Regions from separate parts of the Mus musculus genome. Here region 2 is linked to region 1. A link is a contact called in public Hi-C data. All regions are on one chromosome and are shown on one strand. The core of a region is the stretch at or near the end of the contact, and the rest is flanking DNA. Distances in the headings are between cores, read along the strand shown. Region 1 has its middle 12 kb from the start of Gm32544. Region 2 has its middle 33 kb from the start of Gm52735.

Region 1 (6,734 bases), core at 3,030-5,529:
AACTAAATTTCTTAAAGTTAGTTTACAACGTCATGAAATTCCTTATGGAATTTTCATATGTATGTGCCATTATACTTGGTTCTAATTTGTATTCAGTTCTCTTTTCTTTTAATATGGTAATGTCTTTCTTTTCTTGTCACCTCTTTGGTTCTTTTAAGCAGATTTTTAAAAAATCTGTATTTTCAGTTGTTTCTAGAAGGAGAGGTGTTCTAAACAACCTGCTGCATGGTTCCCAAGGAGGTCTGTGTTAGGTGCATCACCGCAAACTCTCTATCTCATTTAATACAACAACAACGACAATGACGATGACAGTAAATAATCCAAAGAACCTTCCAACAACGCCTCTCTCTTTTAGACCAGTCTTTGTGTACACTTTGGCCATTTACTGAGAACAAGAAATTTTAAAAGTTCTTTTCAGTCATTTATATGTATTCTTACAGTCGGGCTCCTCTTCTCCAATCTCTGCTTTTCTAAGAATGCATCTCAAGGCTCTTGAATTGTCTGGTATCACTTCCGGGGTCAGACTCTTGGATTTCAGAACAGGGCAGCTGAAAGGAAGCATAAAGACCCACTTCTTATGTCATAAATAAGGAGACTGGAGCACAGAGAGGAGAAGCAACGTATCCAAGATCAGATGAAAAGCTGGTGCAGCACCTGAAACCCCAGCCCCAGTCTTCCTCACCAAGCCCACAGTGTTCCCGAGACCACACCACCGCCCTTCGTGTTGTGGTGCCAAGCTTGCCTCGTTGCAACTTCCATGTAGTAGTTAACCAAGAGATGGTAAGATCTGTGCCTTCTAAATCTGGGAAAACCACCAAAAGAATATGGTGCATTTTTATATAGTTTATGTCTGTCTTGTTCTGAAGACCAAGGTCTCCGTCCCAAAGAGCTGAAAGGGGAGGAAGCGGTCCATACACAGGGGTTTTAGGTTGTCTTCTTATTTCATTTCTGAGAGACCTCTACAATCGAAGGAACCCTGAACTGCCACAGCTCTCATCCACTGTCCACTTGGACAGTTTCCAGGGGAAGCAGCCTCTAATTAAATAAGCTCACTCTGCCGTGCATGCTTGTGAGAGCGGAACAAGCCTTCCAATGACAAGTGTGTTTGACTGGGCTCAGTTTATTACTCGTTAAATAACCATTGATTCTCGCAGTTCCTATCTGTCGGACAACCTTTCATTAGCAGAGCATAGAAGAATGATAACAAACAAGGAAACAAACAAACTCATCATAATGAGGGGGAAGTGCCATGCTTAGGGGAACTTGGACGTCTATAATGAAGGCCATTAAGAAAGGAAGCAGTAATGAGTCATGCCGGAACTGGGTAGTAACTCATTCAATCTAATTTCTCAAAGTCCTGATCTCCTGGCTCCTAAATACTTCCCTGACCATATGTCTGCCCGAGTTCCACCTCAGCCCATCCAGACACCTCTCTGTCCTTGTGTCTCATTGGTGGTTCTGAAGCCCTGAATGCCCTCTGGACCTCACATCCTGTTTTGTTTTGTTTTTGTTTTTTTGTTTTTTCCCTAGAAACCAATACCCAGTGTGACTTTCATCTATAAAAATCTTTTTCAGTTTTTAGGGCTAACATCAACTTCCTGGAGATCTCTTGGGAAAGACACCCTTATCCCCATCTGTGAAAATCTCCCTTATGAAGTCCAAGTAGCCCACTCTCTCTAGGGGGGATTCTAGCTACCAAACCATGGCCTAAAAATACGTACCTTTTACACGTTTAATTTATCACACACCGGTGGTTGAGACAAACACCAAGAAACTACTCATCGCCTATTTGAAATTTGCAAATAGCCGGTGTCCAGTGTTTCATTTGGCAGTCCTAATCAGGATGCCGGTGTCACTAGCTGATTTCTGTGGTTATTTGTAGGTCCTGCCTGCTGTCCTGGGGCACTACCACAGCCATGTGCTATCCATTAGACAAAGACTTACTCCTTATTCTTTTTCTCCACTATTTAACAAAGCAAGTGATTAGAATTAAATATCCATTTGAATCTCTTCAAGTGTGTGTGGCTTTTTAAGCTCTTCTACCAATGGCATCAATAAGAGTAGCGGTATTAATATTAGTTTATAAGAACTTGGAAATGTCTTTATTTCTCTTATAGGAGGAAGGAAACAGACTCAGAACTTACATAGTTCCTCCAGGGGATAATGAGTGGCTAGTGGTTGGTAAGGGGTGGAGCTGGCAGATAGTGAGTGGCTAGTGGTTGGTAAGGGGAGGAGCTAGGCTCATTTTTTTTTCTGCTTCTCACGTCAGTGTTACTGTCACTCATAACCTCTCACCATTGATTGAAACATGCCAGTGTACTGTGTGACCTTTGGTTGTAAACAAGGGTTTATTGGGCCAATTCCTGCAACGCTATTGGGAGTTTTCACTACTTGATAGCGATTGCTCAGTTTCTGCTGGTCCCTCCTCCCAGTTCCAGCCAAAATCTCCATGAAGGAGAAACTATAACTGTCTATCTCTTGCATCCCAAGAGATACTTGAAAAGATAAGTAGCTAGAAAAGATATGGCTTTCACACTTATGTTACCACGCACTCTGGGTGGTGACTTTCAATGCCTTCCTGTTTCCCATGATCCTCTTTCCCCCAAAAGGAAAATTCCAATTCAATTCTTCAAGATGTGATGCAGATGTTACTGTCTCTGTAAAGAGCCCTGGCTTCCCTTGGCTTCTTCTCTGTGTTTTCTCGGACTTTTAGTATTTGGGTCATGACTGAACTCCTGGTCTGTTCATTTCCTTATCTGTTCTGTCTGCTGCTTCCAAGAGTCTTTGCTTCTCTTGACTCAGAAACAGCCATGGAGCAACACTCAACCAAGTGCCTCGTCTCCACAACCTCTGCTTGTCAACTGATCTGTTGTGTACAGAACTTGAGTATTGATACTAAGAACAAATACCCATAGGTGGTCCTGCCCCATCATGAGGAATCTAGATTCTGAATGGCTTACTGTAGCCTGGCTGTGCTCCTTTGCTTATAAGTGGCCATGGTGTTAGGTTTTGGAAGTAAGTTTGACTGAGAACCAGAGAAAAGGCTTTGGAGGAGGAGCCTTCAGATCCCGTCTGAGTTCAAACTATGCACCTGATGATGTTTTCTAACATGAACTTTGGTAACTTGTCCCTATGCCATGCCACTAATGTTGGTGACGTTAAGGAAAGGAAGGGTCATAGTGCCCACCCCAGAAGGAATCAGGCAGCTTTAAAACAGACTTTCAAGGTACCTGACATAATGCAAGATGCAGAAATGGAGGCTCAGGAAAACAAAGGAAGCCGCCAAGTTTCTGGTTTTCCTAATTTAGTCTCACGTGTGTCTTCCCCCATCCACAGTCACTGGGTGACTATTTCAGAATGAAGAGAAACTGGGCTCGATCCGTATCCCCAGCTCATTCTCAAGCAAGGCAGCTACATGCTTCACCGGGAGAAAATACAACTTTGGATGGACCCTCATAAATGACAGCTCCCCCACACAAACTTTCGCACAGAATGAGAAAAGCCTCCCTTACAATGCAACCCGAACCAGAGGAAAGCAGCTGTGTGTTTGAAAACAAAATGAAAATTGAGTTCTCATGCACAATCCAAAAGTTAAAACTCCAGACAGTTAATGTGCAGTGATTGAGCATGCAAGACCACAGCTCTTCATCTCCGCCATCCTCCGAGGCGTAAACAAATCTGCTGATGTTGATGATACTGCTGAAAACATCACTAATCAAACCTTAAGTACCAAATACATTTAAGCACAGAGAGCTCCGGTTACAGTCAGCCTAGCTCCTGGGGAAGGAAATCGAAATCAGAGACCGATTTGAAAATGGCCAGAGCCACATGGCAACCTTGCAATAATTGGCCAGCATCCTTGAGGCAATGCTTTCTCTGAAGGACAGAGGCCTGAAATGCAAAAGGAAGTAAGGAAGAAATCCAGGAGGCGCGTGCTAATGCGATTTCAAACTGGAATTACATCAGCGGCTTTAAACAGATGGTAAAATGGGAAGAAACGTGTTAGCTCCTTTCCCTTACTTGGGTTTTCATTGTTTACATCATTAAAAATAAGAAGAGTTTAAAATAACGTGTATCATCACATAGCAACTTACAGGCAGGCCGGCTAGTTTGAGAAGAAGACTGCATTTGGTTGTTTTGAAAACAACTGGGTGAATTCAATTAAGCAACCAGCTGGTTATTTACAAAAGAGAATTGTGAGGCATGCTGGTTATGACTGGTCTGGGTATCCAGAACTGGATGATACAGAAATTGCTTTCCAAACAGTCCCGTTGCGTGTACGAAGGCCTGGGAAGGTTACAGCATCTCCTACAGCACACAGGAAGTTCCAGACTGATGGCCAAGTCCAAGGACGGCAAAGAAATGCCACCGTGTTGTGCTGTCAGACCTCAGCGATGTCACTACTTACCTGGGTGCTATCATTCCTTCTGTCTGACACAGAGTGTTAAAACTCTGAAGGTGGCAGCCTTCTCAGGGCACAGTGGGTGAACAAAAAACAATTTGCCAGCCCTGATCCAGGCCAATTCACTTACCTTTCCACTGAAGCACAGAGGCCCATTAATGATGCTGTGGTTTTCATCTTGTTGTCGTGGATGGCTTGCTTAGGATGTGTGTGTGTGAGCACGCAAGCATGCGTGGGTGCGTGCATGCGTGTGTGTGTGTGTGTGTGTGTGTGTGTGTGTGTGTGTGTAAGAGAAAGAGTGAGAGGGAGGGAGATTGATTCGATTAGGGCAGGGGGCAGCACCCCGTTGCCAAACACTCAAGCAACCCTGTGGTGGCAAAGTCCGTGTGGCCAGGAATGGAGACCTCTTGCCAACAACAACCCTGATTTACCATCTACTCAAATGGCCATTTTGAAAGCAGAGTTTCTCTTGCATGGCTTGCTTCCCAGGCTGAGGGAACTTGAAAACCAGAGTGGTCGTACACAAGATGTTATTAGAGCCCTGACCCCATCTTGGCTCACATGCCCTCCTAGAAAGGCTCTTATGGAGAGACAAGACAATCAGACTGACAGAAACCTTGTGCTGCTCCAAGATGAACTCTGGAGCCATCCAACCAGGTTGCTTCTGAGTTCCTGGTCCATAGACCCAACGAGATACCCTATTGTCCTGAGAATCAGTTCTGGGGTAATTAGCTACAGTGCAATGGTGGGTAATTAATGCAGAAGGAAGTGAGGGATGAGAGCTCTCTGTGTCTCTCTTAGGGGCTGTTTCCACAGAAAAACCTGCATGTTGGGTCATCGACTTTCTAATTTTTTAAAGTGGTTTGCTCTCTTCCGTCCATCACTCCTACAAATGATGAGTCAGAGGCAAACCAGTGCTGAGGTCCCCACTAGCAGAGAATGGGGACTCTGAGATCCCAGAAGTTCTGCCTCCTGTCCCTGCTTTATGGGAATTAGGATTTGGGACATGTGCTCTGAGATGAGGCCCTGGAGGCCTTACCCACATTAGCATCAACATGTCAGCGCCTCATTAACATTTCACCCTAAGCCTGCTGAAACCCTTTCATTGTTTTGCATACACTAATTGAAGGATTTACTGGAGGAGAGACAATAACAGGCAGTGTGTGTGTGTGTGTGTGTGTGTGTGTGTGTGTGGTTTCTTTCTTCTTATAACCTGCTTCCAATGCACCACAATTAATCCTACTGAACAAAATGGTATACTCCATATATATGTATATACACACATATATACATATATACATACTATACATAGATGATATGTATATAATTTTTGTGAATCTATAAGTATACGTTCATTGATTTTTAACAAATAACTAAGGGATATTTTAATTTGTTTTTAAGAATTAAAAGTTTTCCAAATCCTCTTTTTGGATCAGAATAAAATGTATGTTAAAAGATTTATTTTATTTTGTGTGTGTGACAATATACCATCAGTGTGTGGATGCCAGCAGATGCCAGAGAAAGTGTTGGTCCTTGGATCTGGGATTCCAGGACTTTGTCAGCCTCCTGGGTCCTCTGAAGGAGCAACAAGCACTCCTAACTTCTGAGCCAACTCTCCAGCCCCAGAGTAAGGTTTTTAAAAAGATTTATTTACTTATGTGTGTTTGTATGCATATCTGTGTCAGTATATGTGCATATGTGTGCAGGTACATGCCCTACACACACACACACACACACACACACACACACACACACACACACACACACACACGCTAGAAGTAGACACCCCTTTTCTGTAACTCTCCACTGATTCCCTTGAGGTAACACCTCTCCACAAACCTGGGCTTGTATTTTCTGGTCTGGGTTGGAAGCCAGCAAGCTCCAGCCATCTATCTCTTTTCCTTCAGGCGTTGTTGGCTATGGGACTTGACGTGCGGATGCTGGGAGCTGAGCTCCATTCCTCACGCTTCCAGTACAAGTGGTCTTAGCTGCTGAGCCATCTCTGCAGCCCAAGAATAAGTTTGGAAAAAATACCACTGGAACCTCAAATATTTGCTAACTTTTAAAATAATAATAATAATAATAATAATAATAGTAATAGTAATAATAATGATCTCACACATTTGTGTAGATGCTTCAATTTAAATATTTGAATGCTGTGCCTTTTTCTTGAAAGAATAGGATGTGAAATCTTTGTCTTAGAAAAGTATTTCTTAGAAATTGTCCAAGGCTGATGACCCAGTGTAATTGACTATAGTTTAAATGTATTCTATAGTCTTAGCTTGTCTAAATTAACAAATTGTCATTATTTTATTTTTCACAATCTTTTATT
Region 2 (6,133 bases), core at 2,002-4,501, 350 kb after region 1:
GGGGGTCACAACCCACAGGTTGAGAACCGCTGTCGTAAGTAGTTGTACCCACTGAGAAGCTGCCTGTGTTCTAGTAAATAACCTCCCACTCCTGCTCACGCAAGCACAACAGCTCTACTCAGTGAGTCAATGAAAGAATTTAGACCTGAAAGTAGGAGGGTTGCTCGCCGGGAAAAGGAAGAGTTTTAGCAGGAAAGAGAGGGCTGTGAGAGCAGAAAATGGGAGGTGAAAATGACCAAAATTTCATTACATACTCATATGAAATTTTCAAAAAATAAAAAATAAAAACAAAAGAACCTTTGAGACAAGGTTTTGCCATGTTACCCAAAGCAGGCCCTAAATCTAGGGCTGGAATTACAGGCCCAGACCACCACACACAAATAGTCACATGTTGTTCGTTCATTTGTTTCCTAGGACTGCCACAATAAATTGTCATAGAATCAGGTGGATTAAAACAACAGAAATATACTGTTTTACAGTTCCTGAGACTGGAAGTTCAAACTCAAGGTAGCAGCAGGGCTCCAGGGAGGATCTTGTCATGCTCTTTCTAACGTTCAGTAATTCCCAACAGTATGGGGCTCTCCTTGATTCTTGACCTCCATACCCAATCCCTGCCTCTATTGTTTTGTGGTTTTCTCCTTATATCTATGTACAAATTTCCCTCTTTTTTGAGGACACTGGAGTCTACCCAATCAAAAATCACCTCATCCTAAATTATTTGCATCTACAAAGACTCTTTCAACAAGGTCATATTTACAGGTTTCAAGAATAAGGATTTCAACATCTGTGGTTGAGACCATTTGACTCACAATGGTAGCTATGAATAAATCTGCATTTTCTCCCTGAGAGATATGGCCAAAGACTACAGTAGGGAATGTAGAGACACGTTTCCAACTCTGGTGGTTCAGTAGATTTTACCAGTAGACCTCAAAAAACTTTCTCATAAGGTGAAGGTAAGCACATAGAGTTGCAGCCTTTTAATGGGTTTAGGAGATAAAAACAGAGTGGATATCCACCTATATATTACATTTTTTTTACCTATTGTTAATCAATTTTTTTAAAAGGTTACAAACTGCATGTGGGGGTGCAGGCCTTTAGTTCCAAGGAAACCCAGGAAACAGAGACAATGGAGCTCTGTGATGTCAAGACCAGTCTTTACAGTGAGTTCCAGGCCTGTTGGAGCTACACAGTAAGACCCATTTGTCTGTCTGTCTGTCTAGAAGGATGGATAAATGAATCAAACTCCATTGCAAACAAAATTTGACAACTAGGCCATTTCAAAGGTAAGAATTCCTAGGAATTTGACTATTAATCCTGTTTCTCTGTTTTACTAAGAGCAAAAACTCTTGTTATTCAATCCATGATATTTAAATGTTATTGGATCAACCTTGAATGAAATAACTAGCGACCAACACTGACCAGATGCTGATTATGATACGGATAACGGTGGTAACGTTGATAACAATACATCTAAAGAGACAGCACTAAGAATTTGGTAGCCTTTGTTTTTATCAGATGCAATAACTTAAAAGTAGGCAAATGCATTCTAGTGTTTATCATCCCTTACATAATAAGTACAGATAGAGATCTAGAGCTTATTTTTAAAATAAAAAAAATTAACTAAGGCTCAAAATAAATATATTCATCAAGGAACAATAGTCTTGTAACAATGTTGCCTCTAGCAAAGTACCTTGGAGTGATGAATCACTGTACTTGCTGATCTTACAAGTTCACATGTAATTACAGAGGCATGGAAGTTGGGGGCTGGTGTGGCTGTTTCACACAGAAACCTAGCAGCAGACATCTAATAAACACAGAGAGGTTTGTACTCAAATTATGTAAGAATTACAACAACCCTACCAGGAAAAAAAAATCTCTAGTCAAACTGTAAACTGATTTTTCACTTCCGTTTCTGAGTCATTTATTGCAAATAGCAATCCCAAAATAAAAGCACACAATTGGGAAGGGAATCAAGCTAATTTTGTAAAATATATATATATTAAACTATTGATTTCCAGAAAAACAGGATCTATCTTCCCCTTCCCTCCCCTTTTCCTCTACATATTTATACATCTGAATAGATTTGTTATATATAGTCTTTAGTGTATATGTTTACATATACACAGGGAGAGAGAGAAAGAGAGAGGGAGAGAGAGGAATCTTAAGACAGATACATAGATTTAAATGAGAAAAGTTTACAGGGAATATTTTTTAAATTACTAATAATGTCTTTTTCTTTTATCTTATATTAATTAAAACCTCCAGATGCCAACTTTTAGTTTACATTTGTGCTTATGTCTTATAATACATGCTGCTCCTTTCTTTTAAAAATTAAGATCTGAATGAGGTCTCTGTTTACCAAAGCCCAGCTCTACAGCCCTGCCATCTTGCCTGATTCCGAGAGCTAGCTGACCCTCTGCATCCCTTTCTTCACAGCCTTATTTCCTGCACTTAACTATGGGCTCCCCACTCAACTGTTTATCTGTTGGAACTTACTGTCACCATCAAGACCTGGACCTCTCAACTTCAACTGATCATCTTCAAATGTTGCAAGATGCCCAGTAAACCTCTACCCTGGTACCAACAAGCAAAACAGAGAATGAAAACACCCACTTTCCAGAAGCAAACAGAATCAAAAATATCTCCATTCCTAAAAATGTAAAAGCTCCAGAAATGAGTTTCTATTCTCCTTAGATACCTAGGTGCCTGCCCAGGTGTAGCTCTTTCTTCGATATGTCTGGTCCCCAGGCAACACAAAAATCTGCCAGTTTTTCACAGAAACCTTCCATGGTTGTTCTGTAACCTCAACTACTCTAGATCCATTGATTCTAATAAGTCTCCTTTTTCCATAATATCTGTGAATCGAGCCTCAGCTGGACATGTTAACTCAATGGGCTTGGCATTCCTAGCTGTGTTGAATGAAATCAGAAGTGTAGCGTTTTGGTGACTTAAGATGACAAACATTCCATGCCTGTCAAACCAGGAGACCCAGGAGCTGGCAGAAAAAAAAAAGGAAAAAAAAATCCCTGAACTTTGCTCAAAGAAAGTTCTGAAACTAACTGATGATGTTTTGTTCTCTAGCAATCAGTCAATGGTTCCTCTGAGTCATCTACGTTAGACAGAGATTGGCTATGTTGGTCAAAAGCTAAAAAGGCTAGTCGGGGCATTCTTCTGTGAGGCTGAGCCACCAGCATGACAGCCACAAAAGTCACATTGAGTATCACTGGGCAAGCAAGATCTTTGTCCAGAGACCAGCATGCTTGACTGAAAGGAGTTACTTTATAAATAATGTCTAGAGAAATGAGACTTCCCAGCACAGATCTGAAATGGCTTAATTTCGAACATGCATGCTGGCTAAATACAGTCTCATGCGTAGACAGATACATCATTGTTAAAGTGAGAAGAGAAAAACCTATTAGTGAAATTAAGGAAGACACATCCTTAACAGGCGTCCTGGTGTTCCATCTCACAGTTCTGGCCCCTTGCCCTTATGTGATGGATGAAGCTGATAATAGAAGAATTACAAACTGGGTATAAGGGCAACATTTTTCACTTGGAAAATCAAATTTGCTGAATTAGCAGCCACCAGCCCATTGGACGGGGAGCCCAGACATTGCACCACTTGTAAGAACAAATGCAGCATGATAACAGCGAACAGCTCGAGAAAGGGTGCAGAAGCAGCTCTCTCTTCAATTTGCTCGTCACACTGATGAGACTAAACAGAGCAGCCATTGCTTCTTCTCAACACCCACGGTGTTATACTTTCACCTCTTAAAGAAAAACTGAGTTTATATTTGCAGGAAATGACCAGCATGCCTAAAAGAGATGCCATAGGTAAATTCGTAATCCAGAAACTCAGTATCCACATTTCAACACCCCGGAGCACTGAACTTTGGTGTTCTTGAAATCAGTCATGGAAGTTATCCATAGCCACCGTCCATCACACATGAGTTTCATACATGATCAGAGCAGACCTTCAGTCAGTGTGCTGTGGAAATAGAACACAATAAGGAGGCCTGTGTGCACATGTGTCTGGGATTCACAAATGAGTTTCAGGAGGATAGCAGAGTCCGAGATACCCAGCAAGCTTTTCCATGCCTACAATAAAATATAAAAATCATGGCAAAAAATGTACAATGGGGGGAAAGATCATGATAAGTAATCTTAGATTTTATGCAAGTTTTTAAAGTAGAAGACAAAAGAATCAAAATGCAAAAGACAAATACAAATGGGATGAGATAGAGTAAACATAACTGACAAAGAATCAATATGGCCAGAGAATGCACAGACTTATAAACAAGCTATGAATGACATAAGTAAATACTGCACCAATGTAGCAGTGCCATTCACAAACACAGAAACGTGTTAAATCCCACTTACCCAAAACGAAAAGACTAATATGAATAAGACTTTTTTTTTTGCTTACCCAACTAACAATACTTTTTTTTCAAACAATACTTAATTATACATCATCCCTGCCAAGATCAGTAGAAAGGAGATAGAGTGAGACTTGTGGTCAGACGGAAGCTGTAGGGAGCGGCCTCTCATCCTTCCTCCCTGTGGTGGTGCTGTGGTCAGAGGTGCTCCTGCATTCCAACCTGCAATCCTATGTCTCGACAGGCACCCTCTAGATGATTGTGGACCTCACCTCCCAGGTCCAAGCTTCAGCCGTACTTTACTATACTAATCTTTTGTCAGTGACAATCTTTGACCTCAATCTCGGAGCTTGTGCCTCCTTGTCTCTTACTTAGAATTACTAACTTCTGCTGAATCTTCACAACCTGAACCCTTTCCTGCAAAGGCCATTGATATGTGCTCTTTCTATCTGGTAGAATGCCCTGGCCTGGCCTCCCCCTGTCCGATCTTGACATGTTGTAGTAGGACATTAATCTATATCATAGAGGGATGAAAAAGCAGCCAACCCTACTGTATACTGCCTCTGGCCCAGCATCACACATTATTCAATGGTGCGCGACAACTTCTGAGACCAGTGAGAAGCATCATTTCTGTCCTACCTGTGGGGAAGATGGAAAGGTACTTCCAGTCTCACATAGCTGCTGATTGCAGCCTGCAACATTTTGACTCCAAAGTGCCCCCCCCTTAGCTCCCCATGTAATCAAAGCCAGAGCTTTGATTATATACAACACATCTGAAGGCTGTGATTTTACTTACAGAATAAATCTTTATTATAGCGAACAATACAAAGATAAAGTCTTACTGCTTTTACAGCATCTAGCAGGACAATCAAATATTTCCTGGGAAACCAGTCAATACTTAAAATGAACAGAGCTTGATATTATTTTTATGAAACATTATTTTCTATGACCATTTTAAGAATAGGAATTGACAGGTTAAAACAAAATCAAACAAACACAAAAGTCATCCCATCCCATAACACTGAATGAACATTGACAGAGAGGCAAGCACAGTCAAGTGTGTGTGTGTGTGTGTGTGTGTGTGTGTGTGTGTGTGTGTGTGTGTGTGTGTGTCAGGGTGGGGTCTTCTCTGTGGCTCCAAGATGGAGACTAAAGTTTACAGATGAAACTCCACACAATATCCATATACAGAGGGTAGACACCTTCCTTGGTCCCTAGAGGGCAAAACAACCATACTATCAACCCACTCCTTTGTTGTAGTCCACCTGGGAATAATTAGAGTCCCGAACCTCTTGGAGTGCCTTATTCACAGTGAGGCCATTATCTTTTACCCTATTCCACAAAGCCAAGTTCCCTGAGGAGGTGGGGCACTGCCACTCGCAAACAATTCCTTGCAGAGCCAGGAAAGGCTTTAAGAGAGAAACTAGGCATCCCTCTGCTCTGAGTGGACAGAACAGAGCCAAAAGAAGAGACACCCTGGTAGCAAGCACCTCTGCCCTTCTCACCCCACAGTAGCAGAAGCAAATCTCTGCGGTTTCTATCACAGCAGAGGTGGGGGGGGGGGAGGAGAGATGGGTAAACACTGCCATGTACACAGCCAGGAAAGATGAAGCGATGCCCTGCTAGACAGGGGTCTCTGTGTGCTATGGCAGACCTGCCCCTGACCTTCTCTAAGAAGCTCAAACTACAAGTTGGAGGCCATTGCATCAGCAGAACCAGGTAACCAAAGCCAGGCCAAGGCACCTGTACACCAGCAG

Evidence for each region. A called contact is a pair of places that touch in the nucleus more often than the background predicts.
Region 2: a Hi-C map of the N1E-115 cell line shows a contact between it and region 1, with 2.8 times the contacts expected there. The contact joins two enhancer-like sites. A contact is called at or near these places in 2 of 484 Hi-C or Micro-C datasets (the 3T3-L1 cell line and the N1E-115 cell line) and 1 of 115 datasets of contacts at active chromatin or transcription factors (embryonic stem cells).

What each region holds. Positions count from the first base shown.
Region 1 is chr4:47,647,867-47,654,600 of GRCm38.p6, forward strand. No RefSeq gene overlaps it. Among named protein-coding and RNA genes, the nearest start is that of Gm32544, 12 kb to the left of the region's middle. Within about 2 kb of position 4,280, at least 11 of the 459 cell types and tissues checked have an H3K27ac peak or open chromatin away from gene starts, as enhancers often do. A contact at or near this core is called in the N1E-115 cell line, where this site is marked.
Region 2 is chr4:47,995,265-48,001,397 of GRCm38.p6, forward strand. No RefSeq gene overlaps it. Among named protein-coding and RNA genes, the nearest start is that of Gm52735, 33 kb to the left of the region's middle. Within about 2 kb of position 3,252, at least 4 of the 459 cell types and tissues checked have an H3K27ac peak or open chromatin away from gene starts, as enhancers often do. A contact at or near this core is called in the N1E-115 cell line, where this site is marked.